Regions from separate parts of the Mus musculus genome. Here region 1 is linked to region 2. Evidence: chromatin contacts called from public promoter capture Hi-C data. All regions are on one chromosome and are shown on one strand. Each heading gives the region's core, a stretch centred on a gene start, on an enhancer-like site or on the middle of the called end of the contact. The rest is flanking DNA. Distances are from core to core; before and after follow the strand shown.

The links. Promoter capture Hi-C pulls out the DNA fragments that hold promoters and counts their contacts.
Region 1: a contact with region 2 is called in a promoter capture Hi-C map of pre-B cells, with 4 times the contacts expected there. The contact joins the promoter of 1110046J04Rik here to the promoter of Foxc1 in region 2. A contact is called at or near these places in 1 of 39 promoter capture datasets (pre-B cells) and 1 of 115 datasets of contacts at active chromatin or transcription factors (large pre-B cells).

The regions. Positions count from the first base shown.
Region 1 is chr13:33,933,717-33,938,597 of GRCm38.p6, reverse strand. 1110046J04Rik (RIKEN cDNA 1110046J04 gene) reads right to left here and starts at 2,566. Exons shown (of 5, transcript NR_040707.1): 1 at 2,501-2,566. Serpinb6a (serine (or cysteine) peptidase inhibitor, clade B, member 6a) reads left to right here and starts at 2,515. Exons shown (of 7, transcript NM_009254.3): 1 at 2,515-2,676.
Region 2 is chr13:31,803,153-31,808,384 of GRCm38.p6, reverse strand. It overlaps Foxc1 (forkhead box C1), which reads right to left and starts at 1,739. Exons shown (of 1, transcript NM_008592.2): 1 at 1-1,739. The coding sequence starts at 1,177.

The DNA of each region.
Region 1 (4,881 bases), core at 1,317-3,816, 2.1 Mb before region 2:
TTTCCTGCTCATAAGATATCATCCATGTAACGTATAATGTATATTATTGGCCATTGCTGTCTTATAGGCTGAATGGCTTGTGCCACTAATTTTTGACATAATGTAGGACTGTTAGCCATGCCTTGAGGAATAACTATCCACTGATACCTTTTCATTGGCTCTTTATAATTAATAGAAGGAACACAAAGCAAATCTTTCACAATCCTGAGGATGCAAAGGAATAGTAAAGAAACAATCCTTCAAAGCTACTATTTTATAATATCCTTTATTCGTCTCCACTTGCTTGATTTTTTTCTTAATCACAATTATGGATGAGTTAACATCTTGATCTTGTGATTGAATTGTAAACTGTAGCTAATGGAACATTGGCAGTTTAACTATATTTTAAATTTTCTTTTGTAATATTAGAGCATGCCCATAATTTTGTAAAACAAAACCTTGTTTTAAACCACCATTCTCTTTAAAGTCAATACCAAGAGCATTACTTTCACGTACAAAGTTTGGCTGCCAGTTCTTATATATGAATGCATGACAGTGCAACTTTTAATACATATTAAAGAGACATTGTCTTAAATACTATCCTCTATAAGTCTAGTTTCTAGGATAAGAATTACATAAAATATTATCCCAATTTAGAAGTATCTTTAAAGATCTGTTTTCCTGGGTTGGTTCATGCCAAGTGTCATTTAGAATGACTCCAACCCTGAGTTGCCAATTTTAAGCTGACTTTCTGTTACAAGCAAAAAGCTGTTGGTCCCTTTAAGAGTGACTTGTGTAGATAATCAGCCTCTAGTAGGGCTTTTCCAGCTGTGCTTGACTCCCAGGAACAGTGCAGTGTAGCTTATCAGTTTCTGCTATGCAAATTGAGACTGCCTTTTAAACAAGTTAAATTAAATCAAAGGATGGACAGCCAGCAGATAAAGTTTTAACCTTTTTTTTCCAACATGAAACACAGAACAACAATCATTCAAACAACAAAACAAAAACAAACATAAGTAGACAGACATATGGATAAATGGTGCACAGACGATAGACAGAGAGGGAATAGAACTTGATGTTTCAAAGGGACCCAGATATCCTAACCAGAACTAAGTATATCTCCAACAGGAGCCAGAGAGGAAGCAGGACCAATTTCTTCCTGTCCCTAGGAGAGCTCTGAAATATCTTATATCTATTTTCCTTCTCTTGTGCTAAAGCGTCCTGGACAGGGGACAACTCCATTTCTGAAACCTATTCTCTTTTTCTCTCTCTCGTGTTCAAGGCCTCACTCTTTATCTCCTTCTGGGAATTCTGCCAAAGAGAGAAGAGGCACAGTGGTAGCTACCGATAGTTGTTCTCCAGCGCCCTGCTTTTCTAACTTTCCCAATTTCTCTTCAACGTGACTAATTCTTTTACTTATATATTTACCATTCCTATTTCTGGGAATTAAGGACAACATAAATGTACTTGAGCTAAGAATTTTTCTAACATCTGTTTTGGTTGTTGTTGTTTTTTGTTTTTTACTCTTTTTATTTTATTTTAAATCCTACTCCTTTCACCTGGAGCAGCTCCTGGCTGTGGACAAATGCCTATTTAGAATTCCCTCGCCCCATTATGCAGCCACACCTTAGGCGAAGCCCATGTCGGGCCAACACTTCTTCAGCCTAGCCTGTATCCTCCTGAAAGCACTTTTTTACAGCAGCAGTTTCAAAAAATAAAATTTATGGCTAGCACTAGCATTAATGCTGCATGTTGCTTACAGTGCTTCATGGATACTTTCACTTTTCTTCTGTTTTCTGTGGCGCTCCACCCAAGACAGCACTTCTCAGTAGTCCCCCCTTCACCCCCACCCCAGTTTTCAAGTCCATCTGTAGCCATCTAGCAGCCATGGTTGAACTGGGTTTACCTGAAACGGGGGCTAGAAATAAGGTAAAGGGGTGAGAGAAGGATGAAGCTAAGACAAAGGTTCTGATCAAGGCTCAAAGTTTGATAATAAGCTTTGTGTTTATAAAGGAAAAAAAAAACCCACAAAATCCATCCACTTCTTCAGCTTGAGTATGTTGTAGCAGCAAGGTCAGCGCAAAAACCTTAAAGTTCCCATGGGTACCTGCAATTGCAGCCAAGACAGATGTCTGTGTCCAGGTTGATAAGGTCTGTTTAGCCTGCTGAAGGCTGGGAATACTGCTCATCCTTTTCATGGCTGGGAAAGGCTTACCCAAAGCTGAGAAGGCTACACTGGGACACAGGCACTGACCACCTTTCTTTATTTTTCTGTGCCTGCTGAATAAGATCTCTACCTCCAGCCCCAGTAGTTAAAAGTCTTTTCTTCCTTTCTCACTTTAAACTTATGATCTGCTTTGTCACAAGTATGTCCATCCACTAAGTGCTGGCACACTTCTGGCATCGCTAAGTGGAGGTAGCCAAAGCATCCAGAAAGTACCAGAAAGATCAGCTGCCCAATCTGAGGCAAAGTGGCCAAGAGCCAGAGGATAGGCTAGATTGTGGGTCCGCAGGCACTCACCTGGCCTTACTTACTCTCTTCCTTTTCCTACTCGGGAGCGGCCGCACCCTGGCCTTCAGACTCCTCCCGACTCTCCGCCCCCCATAAGTATTTAAGGCCTCGGGCGCGGTTGGGGCCTCCTCATCTCTTCTCTGCTTGCTACCAGTCCGGAAATCGAGAATCTAGGAGAATCTAGGGTATGCTCTTCGGTGGGCTGAGGCGGGGGTGGGGTGGCGGGGTGGGGGTGGGGAGCTGGGGACGCAGGCGGGTGTGGCGCGCGGCGAGAGCCCTGTGGACCTGACTCGGGTTCCCTCTGCTGCACAGCGGCTTCAGCGGGCCGTGACGCAGCCAAGTGAGTCGCCTTGTGATCCCAGCCATCTGGTGACATCGCCGCCCTCCCAGATCTGCCAGAGTCCTTGGAGGCGACGGCTAGCGAGGGATGGGGGCTGCGCGGAGCCGGCCTGGCTGCTGCGCGGGGCCCCGGGGCTACAGGTGATCACGTATGTCCTTCGATCCGGAGTGAACCTGGAGACTCCAGAGACGCAGGCTGGTGACGCACTAGGACGGGCGTTGGGATCTGGGAGGTGGGGGAGAGAGACCAAGGGCTGGGTGCTCAGACCCTTTCCTGTCCAGTGTGCCTGAATCTCCCAGGGGCGCTGCCCAGGCTGTGCTGGGAAGTTTGTGACAAATCTTAAGCACCCCGGAGGCCCACAAACATAAATACTTGTGAGAAACAATTCCAGATCTTTGGGTTTTGTTTGTTTGTTTGTTTGTTTGTTTTCCCTCCTACTAAACTCACAAATTTGATATCTGTCAGGTTAGGAGAAAATCATGGGCAAAGTTTTTGACAGTTTCTGTGCCAGAAGCACTTGGCATGTGAACTTGTTTTTTCCTCCCTCCTCTTTTTGATGGACCCAGAGCCTTGTAATGCTGAGCAAGTTCTTTCCTACTGAGATACATGCCTGGTCTTCCTCCTTTCCTCCCGTTAGGTTAGGTCTTTTCTCCACATTAGGATCAGAAATATGGACAGCTAGTATTCATATGGTGTCAGAAACACTGAGTGAGGGAAAACTGGGCGAGGTTTGGCACTTATTTTTCTGACTGCTTGGGAGGCAATTGATTGTAATAGGTCTTTTCCAGAGGCTGCTCATTTCCTTCCTCCAGTGGCTTAGGAGTTGGGTGTTGGATCTAATATATCAAGTAACCTTGGGTAAAAGTATGTGTGATCAGGGACTGTGGCGCTGGGGCTTGTGGGATGATTGCTGTTATCCGTTTACATGGGGTGTGTCCTAGTGTTTCAAGGCTGCTCTGAGTAATTGTATCCGATATGGCTTGTGTCATCACGCAGAAAGGGTGTGTTTGGGGCACTCTTGGCTCCATATACCAAGTTTATTTGGCTTCCTATACCTGCATGTCTCCCCATACCATCTCATACATGGATTTTACTTTTAGTCAACATGAAGCAGAAATCAAAATCTGATAGAAAACATTGAAGGAGAACTGAGATGTGTTGCTGTATACCTGTAATCCCAGGACCCAGGAGGCTGACGCAGAGAAATGAGAGTTTGAGCCCAATCTGGACTGCATAGACTCTTTCCCCTTTCTTGTTTTCTAAACAGCATGCTAATAGGGATCATTTATCTAGCTTTTACATTGTGCTGGGTATTTACACATCTCTAAACCATTTAAAGTTCACAGGGGCACTTATATTGGTTAGATCAAATATTAAGTTATTTTACATAAGTTAACTGAACACTTGAAGATTTGGCATCTTCAGATATCAACTGATATTCTTCAGATACCCAGAAATGACTGGGTACTTAAAGTTCCATTAGTCCGTTTTTAGTTCAAAGCATCTTTAAATTAGTTTAGTGAGTCAACAGTTGTACCTCCCACCATCATCCCCTTCTCTATCCAAAAGAGCCTTCAAGCATGTGCTGTAGGGTCACATGGAATACCAACTCTCTGCTTTCTGGACATGGGATTAAGCCACACAGTCAGTCTTTGCAGACCTTTCAGCTGTGTGTTGTCATTGTGCTAGTGAAAGGGAACAGATATTTGACCCTATTGCTTATATGCCCTTCTTGGCCAACCATCTCAGTAACCACTGGCCTCCAAGTGCCATACAAATGACATCCTTTGTGTGTTCTTGCACTTGGAGAAGGTTGGTGATGATTTTCTAACTGGCAGGAGTGGAGTCACTCAGGAGACAGTACTCAGGAACACCAAAAGTTACTGTCTTGATTAGGTCAGCATCTTGGCCAGGCCATTGAAGGGCCATCCTGATTATATTGAGGTTTGCAGACCTATTCTAAAAGTGGGCAGCACCGTTCTCTGGAATGCATAAAACATTGACAGCTAATTGAGTACAAATATTCATCTCCCTTGAACTCTGGAGCTCT
Region 2 (5,232 bases), core at 490-2,989:
TACCCGCAGCGCTGCTGCTGCCGCCGCCTCCGCCGCCGCCGCCACCCCCGCCGCCCGAACTGCCCGCACTGGAGCTCTGGCTGCAGGGGGAGCTGTAGAGGGAGCTCTGGCCCGGAGAGTAGGCACCCAGCGCCAGCGGGGGCGCGATGCCCGCGCGCGAGGACGCAGCCGCCGAGGCCAGGAGGCCGGAACCGAGCTCAGCGGCCGAACCCTGCGGCGACCCCCGCAGCGACGTCATGATGTTGTCCACGCTGAAGCCCTGGCTGTGATGCGGCGGCGGCGCAGGCTGTGGCGGCGGCGCGGGTTCTGCAGCGTCCAGGCTGAGCGGCCGCGCCGACGGCAGGCTGCCCGGGGGGCTGCTCCCGCTCGACAAGCTGCTGCTGCTGCTGTCGGGGCTCTCGATTTTGGGCACTGTGGCGGCGCTGCCGCTGCCTAGGGCGGCAGCCGGGGACAGGGGCTGGGGAGGCGAGGGACACGTACCGTTCTCCGTCTTGATGTCCTGGATGCGCACGGGCGGCGGCTGTGGCCCGGGAGCGGAGCCCTCGGCCTGCTCCGGGGGCGCGGGCGCGGGCTGGCGGCCGGCCTGCGGCGGTGGCGGTTCTTGGAGGTGCAGCCGGCCCTTCTCCTCCTTGTCCTTCACTGCGTCCTTCTTCTTGAAGCGCCGCCGCCGCCGCAGGAAGCTGCCGTTCTCGAACATGTTGTAGGAGTCCGGGTCGAGCGTCCAGTAGCTGCCCTTGCCTGGCTTCTTGTCGTCGCGGGGCACCTTGACGAAGCACTCGTTGAGCGAGAGGTTGTGCCGTATGCTGTTCTGCCAGCCCTGCTTATTGTCCCGATAGAAGGGGAAGCGGTCCATGATGAACTGGTAGATGCCATTCAGAGTGATCTTCTTGTCCGGGGCATTCTGGATGGCCATGGTGATAAGAGCGATGTAGCTGTAGGGCGGCTTCACCATGTCCTTGGGCTGCGGCTGCGGCGTATAAGGCCCGTAGGCGCGCGCCATGCTGCCCGGGTACTGCTCGGCGTGAGCAGGGTGCGAGTACACGCTCATAGGGGCCGGCATGGCGGTGTAGCCGCCCCCGGCCGCCGCCGCGGCAGCGCGATAGTAGCTCTGCTCGCCGCCGAGGTAGGGCACCACTCCCAGGGAGTTGGGGCTGGACACCGAGTAGCGCGCCTGCATGGCCCCGGCTCGCCGCCGCCAGGCGCAGCCCGCCGCCCCCCACCCTCGCTCGGGCCGGGCCGCGCCGCACCGGCCGCCGAGTCCGAGTCCGGGCCGCGCCGAGCTACCGCGGGCCCCTCCGCGCTGCGTCTGTCCCGGCCGCGGCCGCCTCCTTGCGCCCTGGGCCGCTCGGCCTCTCCCTGCGCTCGCCTGGCGCCTCGCAGCCCACTCAGTTCCCGCGCGGGCGGCGAGGGAGGGTCGCTGCACCCGGAGAGGGCCAGACCAGGACGCTGCAAGCCGCCTCGGAGGAACGTTCGGATCAACTTCCAGGCGCAGTCGGGGCAAAAAAAGAGACAAAAGTTAAAAAAAAATTAAAAAAAAAAAAAAACAAAAACAAATAAAAAAAATAAGGCGCCCTGCTCGCCACTGCCTGCGCCTTCCAGGAGACACTGCTCGGGGCTGCTGGCTAAGGCGGCCAAATAACCAGGGGCGGGGGCAGCGCGCCGGCCGCCTTCCCGGGCCCCCGCGTCACCTTTTCTCAGTCTCTTGCGCCGGCCGCTTAAGGAAGCATTGGGAAAACTTCTGAACTTTTGAGCATCCGTCACCCAGGCGAGGACTTTTTTACGCAGTTACATTTTTTTCCGGGCAGGGGAGCCCCGCCCCACTACGGAGGCGGCAGCCAATGGGAGGCGAGAGACGCCTGTGAATGAGCCAGCGGCCGAGCTCTGCCGGCCCGCTCCTGGCGGCTGGAGGACCGCGGGGCTGACCACACGCGCGCCGGCTGCCCGGGCCCGGCGCCCGCGCCCCTGCCCGCAGCCCGCGCTCGGTCCTCCCACCGCACCCACCCACTCACTCCCAGACTCTGCGGTTCTCCCGGTCTGCGGACTTTCGGAGTCCTCACCGGCCCGGAGACCCTTCCTGCGTCCACTGTTCCCAGGCCTCCACGGAGCCCTCGAGTCACACAGGATCTGCCTCAGTCCTTACTCTACCGTGCTGTCTCCAGCGCCGGGAGTTTCTCCGTCCTTTCCAGCCCTCCGCCCATCCCTTGTCCTCTCCTTTCCGAATATCCCTCTCCCTGCTATCACCGGTCACACCAACATCACATTTGCTCTCCACAGGCAGGTTCTCCAGTCCGACTTTAGGTTACCAAGGCTGTTACAGCCGCCGGGGTTCCAGTGAGGAAGAAGATGGTATTTCGGTGCCTCGCCCCACTCCCTGCTAGCAGTAAGCGGAGGGGATAGAAACTTGGAACTTCAAACGTGTGTTAAGCTGATGGAATGTGTAGGCCACATTGAGGAGCACGGGGTTCACAGGCGTTCCAGGGCTTAAAAGAGCTAGAGAGTTCGGGCTAAGAGGACTCCAGAAGTTTCCTCGACAAACCATGCGTTGCCCCTCTGTCCTGACCAGTACATTTTGGCTCGTAGGGGCAGTTAAGTTCAAAAGAGCTCGGTGACATTAGTAGTTGTGGTGAAGCAGAGTCAGGTAAATATCCCCAAGAACTTAAGGCTTCCCCCAGCCACTCTCAGCCTCTACCCATTCCAGGGCAGCTGTCTCACAGAGTCTGAGTTGGAGGAAGTGTTCAGAATTGCACCTACAAGGCGGCTTAAAGATTTTGAAGAGATAAGCCCCGAATGATCCTAGATATTCCGTGATTAAACCTCAAGGCTGCAGCCTCTGGGTGACTAGAACAGGATGGGTAGAGATGGGGGTGGGGGGGCGGTATTGGAGGATCTGAGAGGATAGGCCTCCCTCTGACTGAAAAACAACCCTGTATTTCAGCAACTGGTCCAGAAAAAAAAAATCTGACAGAGTGGGCACCAGGTCGTTTGCTAGAAGATGGGTTTGAGAGAAACACTGTGAAAAAGTGTTTGTGAATATTTTTCACCTCGGTTCCTCCGATTTCTGGTAATCTTTAACGCTAGGACTTGCTGGGAGTCAAAAGGTTTACCGACTTGAACCTTCTTTCCCTCACTAACACACACACACCATCACCACCACCTCTCCCTTAGTAGATAAAGATGCTTATTTATGCAGTAGGCACAGCTCTGTTTTGCTTGAACATATGCTTATACGCACATACATACATAATACATACATGTGTGTAATTTCAAAATGGGCATTTATATCAAGGAAAGAAGACTCATGTTTCTAGAATTCACACACAAACACAACACTCTCTCTCTCTCTCTCTCTCTCTCTCTCTCTCTCTCTCTCTCTCTCTCTCAAAGGGAAGCAAGCAGTTTGCATCCTGGTCTAGCACAATGTGGGCTCACTTGATCCTCTATTCCCAGATGTTTGCAAGACTAAGGACACTGTTGGACTGGGAGAAGTACCAGAGTCAGCAGTTGTTCCTAAAGATTCTTGAATGTGGTGAGAGTATAAGCTACACGTCCTAAAATATAAATTCATGTCTCCTTCTAGCCCAGCACACCAATGGCCTCACCAGCTCCTGACGCTGTGGCTTTAAGTCCTGGGTCTGGCCCTAGCTGGAGTACAATTAGAAAGTGATCGTCCCCTACACCTTGGCATTTGGTTCTTAAGCTGTGTGTGCACAACCAGCTGTGTGGTAGGATGATCGCAGCTTTTAGCAACTTCGCAGCTTTTAGCAACTTGTTTGTTTTCTGATTGTGGGGTTTCCACATTCCAGCGGGCGGGGTTCTGTAAGAGACAATGTGTTGCGTGCCCTCCCCCAGTCCCCAATTGCTCCCCAACCCCCAGTCCTTAGAAGTGTAAACAGTTTGTTCTGTAAATAACAAATCAAACAGCAGTGGTGTTTTCTGTTGCCCTCCTGGCTTTGGATATAAAATTTGACATTGTGAAATTCGTATTTGGCACGCGGGGGGGTGGGGGGGGTGTTCAGTTTTACAAAGATCAACTTTCCATGGTTTGGCTCTGGATAATCGCCAGGAAAAGATATTTGCATTTGGTTTTTATATGCTTACTCGGAAGCAAGCCTCCAGTGAACGGTTTGATTGTATTTCAAGCGCTTGGTGTTTTATTGTTGTTACTGGCTGTTGTTTGAACGTGAAGATGCAGTCTTTGGGGGGTACAAGCTAAAGTTTTCATTTTTGTGTTGAAGTTTTGGATGCCCTCTTTCTGTTGTCCCCCGGGCAATCACTTTGCCGTCTCCCCGACAACCTGTGACTTGATTGGGAGAAATACCGCAGGACCCCTTGGGCATCTTTTTTGACACCTTGGGTACTTGCAGCTTGAAAGTCCCCGCAAGCGACAGCGGTAATGAATGTTTGGTGAACTGGTGGCTGAGGCGCAGCCGACCTTCGTTCCCCTCTCTGACCCTCCTGGAGAGGTTACAATTCCCCAGGCCCAAGGAAGGGATCTTAGCTTTGAGAAAGAGGTATGACGTCACGGTAACGGTTTAAAAAAAAAAAAAAAAAGAGGCCTCTGTGCCTCTGTGGGCCCCTCCTGCACAAAAGCACCGGGAAGCGGGCTGTGGCGGAGAGCTTCTGGAATGCCCGGATTGGGGACGTGGTGACACCACAGGAATGGGGAGTGGGGCCAAGGGCCAGCAACACCGAGGCTGGTCACCAGAACCTGGAAAAGCTATTTTCCGATTTCTAGTTAAGGGAGTAAAGATTGGATGGAGAGACGCTTTCAGAAATTCACTCCCGCAGGGTGTGAAACAGATCGACTTGTGTTCCCTAGGCGGTACACCCCCCCCCCCCCCAGACCCCACTCATGTCAGGCCTAAGATTCCTCTGCCCATTTGCAGTAGTTTTATTCTCTTGGTTCGGTGTTTAGCCTTTGGAAGCCCCTGCGTGTGCATCGAGGGTCAGGACTAGTTGTACCCGAGATGGTACAACCCTCCACGGCTCCCCAGGGGGCTGGTGTCAGTAGAGGTGGCTTTCCCAGCTGGAAGATGAAGTGGGCCTGGGCCGGCGACAACTGTCCCAGCAGTGTGTATGGGAAACTTCCCACGAGGCTACCACGACAGACAAGTAGGGCAAAGTCCCTTTGGAGGTGTCTTTCAATTATTTAGAGAATTCCCTTAGTCCTCCATTTGGCCTTTTTCCTCTCCAGAAGTCCGTGGGAGGGGAGGATGTCCTAAGGTCAAAGCC